2 separate regions of the Bombyx mori genome follow, and region 2 is linked to region 1. A link is a contact called in public Hi-C data. All regions are on one chromosome and are shown on one strand. Each heading gives the region's core, a stretch centred on a gene start, on an enhancer-like site or on the middle of the called end of the contact. The rest is flanking DNA. Distances are from core to core; before and after follow the strand shown. Region 1 has its middle 7.7 kb from the start of LOC110384972. Region 2 overlaps LOC101741761 (four and a half LIM domains protein 2).

Evidence for each region. Hi-C and Micro-C count contacts between places; a contact is called where the count stands out from the background.
Region 2: a Hi-C map of whole pupa shows a contact between it and region 1, with 2.2 times the contacts expected there. The contact joins two enhancer-like sites. A contact is called at or near these places in 4 of 7 Hi-C or Micro-C datasets (middle silk gland, posterior silk gland and whole pupa).

What each region holds. Positions count from the first base shown.
Region 1 is chr22:2,591,949-2,598,126 of ASM3026992v2, forward strand. No RefSeq gene overlaps it. Among protein-coding and RNA genes, the nearest start is that of LOC110384972, 7.7 kb to the left of the region's middle. Within about 2 kb of position 4,888, at least 2 of the 8 cell types and tissues checked have open chromatin away from gene starts, as enhancers often do.
Region 2 is chr22:2,754,025-2,760,245 of ASM3026992v2, forward strand. It overlaps LOC101741761 (four and a half LIM domains protein 2), which reads left to right. Exons shown (of 10, transcript XM_062674867.1): 3 at 2,014-2,161; 4 at 2,299-2,515; 5 at 2,597-2,700; 6 at 2,828-2,971. Among protein-coding and RNA genes, the nearest start is that of LOC134200941, 11 kb to the right of the region's middle. Within about 2 kb of position 2,792, at least 8 of the 8 cell types and tissues checked have open chromatin away from gene starts, as enhancers often do.

The DNA.
Region 1 (6,178 bases), core at 3,638-6,137:
AGTGCTAACTGAAGTCCATAGACATCTACAACGTAAATGCGCCACCCACCTTGAGATATAAGTTCTAAGGTCTAAGTATAGTTGCAACGGCTGCTCCACCCTTCAAACCGAAACGCATTACTGCTTCACGGTAGAAATAGACAAGGTGGTGGTATCTACCCGTGCGTACTCACAAGAGGTCCTCCCACCAGTAAAGAAAAGTACAGTTCCTCTTATTACACAAGGTAAGAGTGCAAAACTTCAGAATTTATTGTATTAAAAAAATCTGTTACTTTTATTAATGTGGCGATAGTCATCAGAAAACAAAAGATATTTGACATAATATGCCGGAATCTCGCTTACGAAAATTTCAAGATAAGCTTGTATTTGAACATTTTTCGAACAACAATATTCGGACCGTCGCGTCAGTCTTCCGATATATCACTCGTTCGGTGGAAGATTTTCCCTTTGTCGTATACCTCTATATTGGCATAATAGACAAGCTGACGGGTTTATTGATGTCAGCCGTTACCGTAGACGGGTGATTTGGAATAACGGTTAAGTGGACGCGGCAAATCTCACAATCTCACAACAACCAAGATATAGAATGGTCTGGTTCAAGATAAAATGAAAATAGTGCAGTGGTAGAGAACTTTGACGAAGTCGAAAAGGGCTATTCGATTCGTTTACCTAATCACCGGACGTACTTATTATCTTTGGGGAGGCTTAAACGACAAAGGGAAGATCTTCCACCGAGCTGGTGATATTTGCTCGGTAGACCGACGGTCCGAATGTTGTTGTTCGGAACTTGTATATATGCGATTTATCTTGAAAATGTCGTAAGCGAGATTCAGGCATCTGTCAATTATCTTGCGTTGTATGATGGCTACCCGCCACATTATCCATACGCGTAAAATTTGCAAAAATCTCTGTAAATCATAAAGCGTTGTTCTCATAAGTAGTAGACCTTGACACAATATTTTCATGTTGACTACATACTTCCTAACTTGAAAAGATTTGATAAGCACAGATTACGTCGTGATTACAAGACAATAAATAACTCCGCTTAACCCGATACGCGAATAAGACGTAAAAAAACGTAACTACAGATCTGATTCAAATAATAATGATCTTTAGTACAATAACATAAGTGTGTAATTAAATTTACTGAAAACAATTCAAAAAAATTATAGTGCTGTTCAAACACCTGCAAAATCAGTCTTGTGTAAATACATTTAGAGTTGAGAATCTTAGAGGGATTGTAAAGGAAATTTTTACTGGTGGTAGGACCTCTTGTGAGTCCGCACGGGTAGGTACCACCGCCCCGCCTATTTCTGCCGTGAAGCAGTAATGCGTTTCGGTTTGAAGGGTGGGGCAGCCGTTGTGACTATACTGAGACCTTAGAACTATATCTCAAGGTGTGTGGCGCATTTACGTTATAGATGTCTATGGGCTCCAGTAACCACTTAACACCAGGTGGGCTGTGAGCACGTCCACACATCTCAGCAATAAAAATAAAATCCTGCATTTTGAACGCTAGACTTATATCAGTAGGCTATCTACAGGCTAAATTAATATTTGCATAATGAATAAGGCATCGCGTTACAGTTCATTAAGTGATATTGATGTCCCGTGGTTGAATTAACCTTATTTTAATTAAAAAGTATATTTAAAGAGTTTTCTTTACATTTTCAACAAAAACTTAATAGTTTAAAAATCATAAAATTGTATCATCATTAAAATTAATAGTTTTCAGTTTGAAACCTCACTATATAGTTACATCAACAACTGAATACTCGTTGTATAAATAAAATGAATAGGCGAAGTTTTTTCAAGCTGCAAATCAAATCTGCGGCAAATCTGAGTCAAGATTGAAGGGATCCTGATATAATAAATTAAAACTGGCTACATGTCCCGGTAGGCAGCAGCTTGGCTCTGCGCCTGGCATTGCTGAAGTCCATGGGCGACGGTAACCACTCACCATCAGGTGGGCCTTATGCTCGTCTGCCTACAAGGGCAAAAAAAATCCTATCTTTCAGATCCATTCTCGATTGCGGTCCAAACACCTGTCACAGTTCTTGTCAAACACGTTGAAGGCGACGAAGGTTTTGACGTGGAACGTAACCCACAGACACAATACTGAGCTTCTCACCGGATCTTTCAGTGGTAGATTGAACGACGTACTGTTTTTGCTAGGGCAGATGGTAGTTAAAAAACAAAAAAGTGCCGATCTTAGCAAAGTTTCTCAGCCTGAGCCCCGTGAACTCACATACCTGATGAAACTAGAATAGCCCTGCGAGACTGCTGGTACTTGCCGCTATTACTCATTATTACACCCATAACAGAGCTTACCTTATTGTCTAACTGAATTTACACAAACACTATAACTACTAACCTTACCATTCTATCTTTTAAAATTTCTAAAAAAGACCGAAGGACGTTACCTAAAATTTTACGGCTGAATGTGAAATCGCTTACCTATTAAATTCAAATGTTGCTTCAGCCTTGCCTAGAGGGATCTGAATAAAAGAACAAAACGGCCACAAGGAATAATTTATTATGTAAAGTTTTGTTATTTTATTGTAAATCTTGCACGAATAGCGTTTCGACTACCTGACCTGTAGTAAAATTTGGAGTATGATAACAACATAAAATAATATCAACGTCAAAGTATGTAATTGTAATGAAAAGTATGTTCTGTCTATCATTGTTCCGTAAACTAACGGCCGTCTGGTGTAGTGGTAAGTGACATGGTCACTACACAAGGGGGTCGCGGGTTCGAATCCAGGGTTATGGATGTATATTAAAATATTGTGTATAATAAAAATCTTACATTTATTTTCGTTATCTGGTACCTGTAACACAAGTTCTTTACGAACTTATCATGGGACCAATTAACGTGGCGTGATTGTTAGTAAATATTTATTATTATTATTTATTTATTATTTATTTATAGTTTGTCTGGCGTCAAACAAACATAACTTATTAAAATTCTTCGAAACGAAGTTACCAATTTTATATATTGAGAGTTTGATTGTATTCTACGATGGAAGACGGTTAAAAATCTACTTAATCTACCCCAGGATCGATATACGGCATCTTTACCTTACCAAAACGCCAGTCGTCCTACTTGTATATACGCAAAACATAAAACTCAATGTTAAATAAAAAATAATACAGGCCATTTATGACAAATAATAATATTATGGATTTGTGTTGTGTTGAAGTGAATAAGTAGGTTATTTACAATTCATACCTTTCAGAATTCAATTTTATACAAGTTTCATTTTCGATCGGCCTTGATGTTTTACCTAGATTATATGTATTTTAAATGACTATACGTTACCTACTGAATGCGGTCGAGGACTTTTTGGCGGTAACGCAAAAAGCCGATTTGTGTGAATTGTTTTACTTCGTTTTATTTAGAGTTTGTCCAGGCTTAAAGTGTAATAATGATGGCCTAGTCTGCGTTTACTATTGGTGAAAGTGTACATGTGTGGGAAAGTAAAACAAAGTCGTTAGACGTGGCTCTCGGGTTCATTCAAAAATCCCAATAAAGTCTTCGTGAATTTCCACCATTTTACAATATTTCGTTTAATGTTTAATATTAATCCATTATTAATTAATAATCTCGACTCGCATTTCATTAAACTTCATCGCAATGGATCTCAAATTTCAAATAAATCAACTTTATTTTGTTGCGCTCCAATTTTCATACTTTAAAGTATTCATATAATGACTAAATCGCTACGCTTTAAATCTTTAAAATTACGCAACGGATTTTGATGCGGTTTTTTTAATAGATAGAATGATTGAAGAGGAAGGTTTCACGTCCTTCCCACGTCCTTACGGATCCATCAGATCCAATAAATAACCTTTGCATTAGACGCCTTCAGCTCTAACACTAGGAGCAGGCTTAGGGACCTCGGTAACCGTACTCGTCGAACTCGACAAAGAGTTCGCCGTGCAACCTAACCCATAAATCAGCTCGCTGAGTTTCTCGTCGGATCTTCTCAGCGGGTCGCGATTCCGATCCGGTAGTAGATTCATTCGCGAAACAGCTACTCTTGAGCTGTTAGGTCTCCTTCGGAGGCGCTCGGGTAGCTGTTAGCAAATCCCACCCCTCTTGGCTGAGCCTTTGCTCACCCACCTGTCCTGGTGAAACTGGAAAGGCCTCCGGGCCACCAGTAACCCTTCAATCATAAAAAAAATAAAAATAAAAAAAGGAAGGTTTATATGTATAATAACATCCATTAAATAGTGGAGAACTCAATAATAAATTTGTTTCCGAATCGAAGCGAGGGCGGGTCGCTAGTATTTTTATAAACTCGACATTGGTAACAATGGCGTCGGAAGCAAACAACTTCCATACAGAAAAAGAAAGAAGAAGAAGCGATCAGTGTATTATTTATTAATGTTGGCATTTATAGCTATCACACCTACCTAGAAATTTCGGTTCTTAACACGCTTCTATTAGCTTGGTCTGTTTAATTGTTTAGATGCATACGTATTTTTACGTTAAAATATTTTTTTCTTAAACACTTTAAAAAAAAAATATTTTCTACTTTTTATTTCGATTAGGTACAAAAACGTCCAACAGCGCCATCTCTTAAAAATATTAAACGTTTGCTAAAATTCTGCTATTCAACAACAGATGGCGCTTTAAAATGTTCTTTTATCGATAATAGATGGCAGTAAAATTTACTAAAAGCATATTTCTTGCAGGATTCTCATCCCCATAATTTAAATTAATTATGCAATAGTTTCTTTTATCTTAATTTTATAAGGGTTCTTGTTGCATAGCTCAATGTATATCCTATGCGTAAGTTTTAATATGTACATTAATACAGCTCAATTACATTAAGATTATTAAGTTTTTTTTAACTGTGATCATGGTTAAATGAGATCACGGTCTGCCTTGCTTGCAATGCTTATAGTAAGCACATAGGCGTTACAACGTGAGTCTTTACTCAACTTGAGATATGAAGCCGAAGACTCAACTCAATTGTATAAGTACACTTTGCAATAGAAACAGGCAAGATGGCATTACCTACTCGCGCGGGCTCACTAGTCGTCCTACCACCAGTGTGCTTAGTGTTAACGTCCTCGATAGCGTAAAAGTTAACTCACAGTATGCAGTTGGAACAGCACCCCTAGCGGCTAACGTAGGCAAACGTTCGAACTCCATACAAATTTGAGTTAACTTTTACGCTATCGAGAACGTTAAAAAACTCACACTAAACACACGGTAAACCAGTGACAACCGTACATTTGTACACAGGCGATGTATAATTGTAAACATACATATACCACAAAACAGATATTGAAACCAGTAACCGTACTCGTCGAACTCGAAAACAAAGCGCAACCTAACCCATGCATCAGCTCGCTGAGTTTCTCGCCGGATCTTCTCAGCGGGTCGCGATTCCGATCCGGTAGTAGATTCATTCAAATTCAAATTCAAATTCAAAATCATTTATTTCAACTTGGATGTCATCAAAAACACACTTGTTGAATGTCAAAATGTAAAAGAAAATGTTAACTCTACCATGTTAACTCTACCATTCGCGAAGCAGCTGCTCTTGGGTTGTTAGGTCTCCTTCGGAGGCGCTCGGGCAGCTGTTAGCAAATCCCACCCCTCCTGGCTGAGCCTTGCTCGGCACCTGTCCTGGTGAAACTGGAAAGGCCTCCAGGCCACCAGTAATCATTCAAACATAAATAAAAAAGATATTGAAACCTAAAGCTTACTATGATCGACACTAGAATTTGGCTCTCAACAATGGCAAACTTTAAAAAAAAATTAAGCTTAAACTACCATTATAACGGATGGTATTAAATTATTAGATCTGTGACACAAACAAGAAGCTGCTTCAAAATACAATACAAGTTTGTAGGACATCTGTTTGTGTTCTTAATTGTTTCAATGAATCGTCGGCGTACTGTTTGAATATAAACTACAGGGACGTAATGAAAATAGAACAGTGATTTGTTTACTTTCGTTACATTTGGATGGAAAAAATTCTGTAACTTACTTAAATAAATCGATTAGCTAGGTTGTTTTTTTATTGTCAACTAGCTGACCCAGTAGACTTCGTAATGCCTCAATCGAACAAAAACCTAAAAGACCTAAACTTTTGTATAAAATAAATTTAAAACAAACAAAAGAAATCCGTCGGACGGGGGACACATCAAAGGAAAA
Region 2 (6,221 bases), core at 1,542-4,041, 160 kb after region 1:
TGAGAGGCTATTTCAGCGGAACCATAACTAGTAGGTGAGCTCACGGGGCTCAAACCCGACGACGTCGCTAACACGAACCCTAGCAAGAGCCGTGCTTCGCAGAATCTACCACCGGATCGGAAACGCGACCCACTGAGAAGATCCGGTGAGCAACTCAGTGGGCTGTGTCTGAGGGTTAATTTACTCGTCGAGCCCTTCGTCGCAGGCGACGGGTTCGACGAGAACGGTGACCGGTGTATTTATCTTTGTAATTAATGGTCCGCTTTATTTGGTATTAGCATCAACAATTCAATGTTTTTAATTGAACTTCAATTAAATTTACCCCATTTAAAAAGGTGAAGAAGTTTTATTGTAATTATATTATTTTCAAATTTTAAATGGCTCTCCTATAAAATTGTATAAATGTCGCTTAAATCTTTCACCCCTCGATTTGAGCCCCGTGGGCTCACCTACAAGTTCGGTGAATCTAGAATAACTCCTCGAGGTTACTAGAATAGCTTAAAAAAATTAGAACGAGGCGTCCAACCCCGAAACAAAACACACATACGAGTCTTTGAAATAATGATTACTACTGGCCCCGCAGTAGTCGAAATTCGACTATAATGAATTATTTTAGTAACATTATTATAGTTCTGTTAACATTATTATAGTTCTACTGTAAAACACTATTATAATTCGATAATACAATCACAGTATTCGCCAAAACTGCACTATCGATCAATAATATTAAAGGCAAACAATATTAATCTATTTTCAATTCGACCACAGGCTTTAAACAATAACAAAAGTTTCCCAATTGACAGTAAACAAAGAGTATATTTTGATGTATGTGTTGTGTCAAATACATGGTAGTGTATGTAATATTGATTTAATGTGTTTTTTATTCATAATTTACAAAAAAATATTAGCATTCTGCACTTCTACTCTGTATTCTCTATAGGTATAGGAAATTTCATACTCATCCGTCCGGGCAATTTTCGTAAAAATGGTTACAAAGTTTTTGCTTCACGTATTAATATATAGATCCTCTCATTCCCATTCAAACTCGGGATTCGTTCAGGAAAATACAAAAAAAACTCAGTCAACGACATGCACGCTATCACCAATATTTTATCATTCTTGTCGACGATAAAACTTCATTAGTCGCTTCTCACTCGAAGTGTTCGCCCTGGTAGTTAGTTCTATTTTAATATGCACATTCTAATTTTTTCGGCTTAGAAATTGTTCTTAAACCGCCTAATCGGTAGACTTCAATCTTTCCACACGATTCCTAAATTTTTTTGATTAAAAGTAATGTTTTTACATCGTTGAATGCATATTAAGTGCGGATAGATATATGACAAAGGGAAAATCTTCCACCGCGCGGGTGATATTGCTCGGTAGACCGACGGTCCGAATGTTGTTGTTCGGAACTTGTATGCATATGCTTATGTGCGCGCTTATGTTGAAAATGTCGTAAGCGAGATTCAGGCATCTGTCAAATATCTTCTATTGTATGATGGTCGCCTGCTACATATGAGTCGTCTATTATCAAAGGTGGCAATCTGTGCATTTGGACAAAATTTTTTTATTGATATGTCAATACAGATTGATTTGAATATAATCGTCTCCTTCAAAGAATACGGTTCAAAACCTGCATTAAATAAAGGTTAATACTTAACCTGTTATTTATCTAAGATGTCGTTCAGAAGAGTTTTGTGACTGCCAATGGAATACAAAGTCAATAATTCGTTTTTCTAATTTACCAATAATTGTCCAAAAGTCACATTGCCGGCTTTGATAATAGTCGACTCATATGTAATAAGAAGGTTTTTGCAAAGCAAAATTTTATCCACACCAGAATTGGATCATAGTTGAATGTATTTGATATTCCTTATTTAAATGTGTTTTTAAATATTACATCCGTTTTGTATAAGTATTAACTGAAGTATTTAGCGGCAGCTAAAACACTGCCTGCCTAGATAATGTTAAATTAATTACATTATTAACATAAAGTGTTTCTGTTGTTAACAGAAAGACCTGCAAGTCATGCGGGTGTGATCGATTGAAGCATTCGGTGTACCATGAAGAACTGGGCTCGGTTCGAGACCGACTCGGACTCCGCGACTCTAGAGTCAACCATCACTCCTATGACAGTCCGCCCGGACTCACCGCTAAGCAGGTAAATGAACACTAAATACTGTACAGCGACATCTTGTGACAAGTAGTAGAACCATAAATAGGTTAGACCTAAATTCTCAACATTGACGACGATTATGAATTCGGAATACCTAATCAATTTTTTTTTTCGTATCTTAGACCGAGCTGTACTGGCAGTCGCTCGCTGAGCGTACTCCTACTAGTACAGGTGGCGCCACTGGTCAGGCGGCGTGGCGTGCTTGGCGTACTAGGGCCTTAGCTTCCCAATTACCAAAGCAGGATCTTACATTGGATCATTGCAAGCACATCGACGAAGGCCACCGCAAGCAATATGAAGATTTCGTCGCCGCCAGGAATGAAATTGCTCTTGATATCGGTACCAAAATATCATTTAAGCATCTCCATCTATTGTCAAGTAGTCTACTTACTATTCTAAAATATTGAATTACGTTTTTAGGTATCGCTAGTCAACATCATGGATCTCCGCTGGAATGCATTGGCTGCAATAAGTCGATCAGAAGCGGCAGCATTACTATTCTTGCACCTAGAATAGGAGAAGACGTAAGTAAATTCAAACTTTCATGTAATCAAAATTAAAAATGTATTACAAACCTAAATCAAATCGTGTTTTTCACTGTCGCCGCTAGATGGCGCGAATTTAAAGATTATTATCTGGGTTTTGTTGCAGGCGTTTTTCCACCCGGCGTGCTTTTCTTGCTCGGAATGCGATGAATTGCTAGTCGAACTAGCTTATTGCAATTTAGACGGACGATTGTACTGCGTTCGACACTACTCCGAGAAGTTGAAGCCTCGGTGTCATGCTTGCGATGAGGTAAGTCGAGACAGCTAGATGAGGTCGCATGTCGCGCACTTATTGTAGTTAAAGTAGTATTGTGAACCAACATAGATAGGCACCTGCTGATTTCTGCCTCAAATTAGTCATATATTTTGCAAGGAGAGCCAACAGAATCGAGACTCCGACCTCATGTTTTATGATGGTTGATGATGTTCACTTTGTGTTGTCTATGTATAATAATTTAATAAAACTGCACCAATGTATTCCTACATATGAGTCGTCTATTATCAAAGGTGGCAATCTGTACATTTGGACAAATTTTTTTTATTGATATGTCAATACAGATTTATTTGAATATAATCGTCTCCTTCAAAGAATACGGTTCAAAAGCTGCATTAAATAAAGGTTAATAGTTAACCTGTTATTTATCTAAGATGTCGTTCCGAAGAGTTTTGTGACTGCCAATGGAATACAAAGTCAATAATTCGTTTTTCTGATTTACCAATCATTGTCCAAAAGTCAGATTGCCGCCTTTGATAATAGTCGACTCATATATAGTTAAAATCTTATATAGCCCGTTAGCTTAAACGTTTATTTGTACTTATATTCGGAAAGTACACACATGAAACTAGAGCCAAAAGATTATGACTGACTTCAACATTAAAAGATAATGTTTATTATATTTATTTATGTATTTCATATATAATTATACATGCCGCCATTATTATACTAGCATTCTATGAATAAATATGTAAAGGCATTACAATTACTAACTACTTTCTCCTGTTTGTCCTTTTTTGGTATCTATTAAGTAGCTTTAATATTACCATATATTTTTTTTAAAGTTTTTTTTCTCTTGTAAATCAGAAACAAAATCTATTTTGTTTCAGACACTAAATCAGTAATACAGTTTTAGTGATTATACGAACACTGGTTTATTTAAACAGTTCATTTAGGAACTGCATACAAACGAGACCGCGTAAAACGGCCAATTGTAGACTGTAAGTTTTAGTTAAGATAATCCTGTTTATTTCGATCGCGGGACATTCACGCGTTTGTAGGATAGGACACCTGTTATAACCCACTGAGTTTCTCGCCAGATCTTCTTAAACTGTCGCGATTCCGATCCGGTAGTAGATTCAGCTATTTTTCCCTACCTATTCGTTGGTAGCATAAGGTGCAATTTCAGCTACGCCCGGACGGGTCAGTGAGCTCACGGGCTCAACCTGAGAGAATTTGCTAACACTAGCCCTAGCAAGAGCAGTACTCTGCAGAATCTACCACCGAATCGGAATCGCGACCCACTGAAAAGATCCGGCGTGAAACTCAGTGGGCTGTGTCTTTGGGTTAGTTCACTCGTCGAACTCTTCGTCGTAATCGACGAGTTCGATGAGGAAAGACTAAGGAAAGGACTACTCTTGTTAGGGCTAGTGTTAGCAAAGTCTCTAAGCTCGAGCCCAGCAATTAGATGAATAGCTACTTTTGGCTAACAGTAGTTAGGTAGGGAAAAAAATCACCTGCTATACAATACAATTTAGATTTAGATCCCGGAATTGATGTTGCGATGTCTATATGCTTCGTCAATCACTTTAGACCAGGCGGTTCATACATATATTTATTATAGACAAAACTTTCGTAAATGCAACCACTCACAAAAACGTTTTTAATATTATTATCGAGATAGGTCTTGTCTCTGTCTTTAAGCTTGAAGACCTGCAATAAAATAGATTATTTCGACCACGCAAATAGGAGAGTGAACAGTGAAGGTAGTTAATAACCGTGTCGCTGCGAGATATTTCACTAGTTTTGGAACGATTCCAATTAAAAACCATAAGCTTCTAGATTGAGCGACTAATTATTATATTAGGTGTGTGGGTTAATTATATTAACATTTTTAACGTAATATAGAGTATTCTTTTTTACTGATGGTAGGATCTCTTGTTAGTAGGAGTGGGTGATATAAATCGTATATAGATTCAATATCTATATATCGCAGCAATATCGTTGAATCCGATATCGCCCCGCACGAAATCTATATATCGATATCAGCCGATACACGATATTGCTCGATGTGATGCGCATCGGCATATCGTACCGATTCGTTAATATCAGCAATATTCGTTTGGTTCGTATCGAACCGGCCAGAGTGAGTGAGCGCACGATAGGGATATCGTGTGATGAATGAAACAGAAACAGGCATTATCCATACAATTGTAAACCTTATATTTAAGTCCATATGTCTGTAGATTATTCTTAGCGTATCAGCAGGATACAATTAAGGAAAGAAGTTTCAACTTTCGACCCTAACTTGAATGCAGTATAACCTATTTGCATCGTTGAATTTAATTTCACGCGCTTTGACCTTGAACTAGAATTTTTGGACAAGTGTTTATAAATACTTAAAAGTTTTTTGTGTTTGATTTTTAAAGTACACATTTTTCTATTTTTAGTTGAATCCAAATAATTGAGTTTATTTCTTGTGTTTGTATTAAACTTTTGAAATCTACACTCTTTTGGTATATTTTGTAATTTTAAATTAAGACACAAAATACTAATAACTGAAAATAATGTAGCCAGTCCTAAGCCTGGTAAAAGCATGAAGGAAAGTTTTTTTGATATTTTTATTTTCATGTTCTTTTTATTACTTTAAGATCATATTATAAACTGATATCAGAAAACCAACCGTATAACGTTGACTTAAATCTATATCTACTACGATATTATATCAGCGTATCGTTTCAAATCTCAAATATCATGAATCGAGAAAATCTACTAGCATCTATCAATATATAGATTCAGAAAATATATAGATTCAATATCCGATATTGATCCTCGATATATAGATACGATTCGATACGCGGCAAAACCGATATTACCCACTCCTACTTGTTAGTCCGCACGGCTAGGCACCACCGCTCTGTCTGTTTCTGCCGTGAAGCAGTAATGCGTTTCGGTTTGAAGGGTGGAGCAGCCGTTGTAACTATACTGAGACCTTAGAACTTATATCTCAAGATGGGTGGCGCATTTACGTTGTAGACGTCTATGGGCTCCAGTAACCACATAACACCAGGTGGGCTGTGAGTTCGTCCACCCATCTAAGCAATAAACAAAAAAAAGTCATATTTTTGAATATATTTTTGAAAGTATTTAGGAATTATATCTCTCAGAAAATTCTAAAATAGATTATATAAATTTATTTGGAAAAAATGGACATGCATTCGTGCCATATCTTCCACACTGGTAACCGTCCTGCGTCATTAATCACATGTCAAACGTTCAATCAATT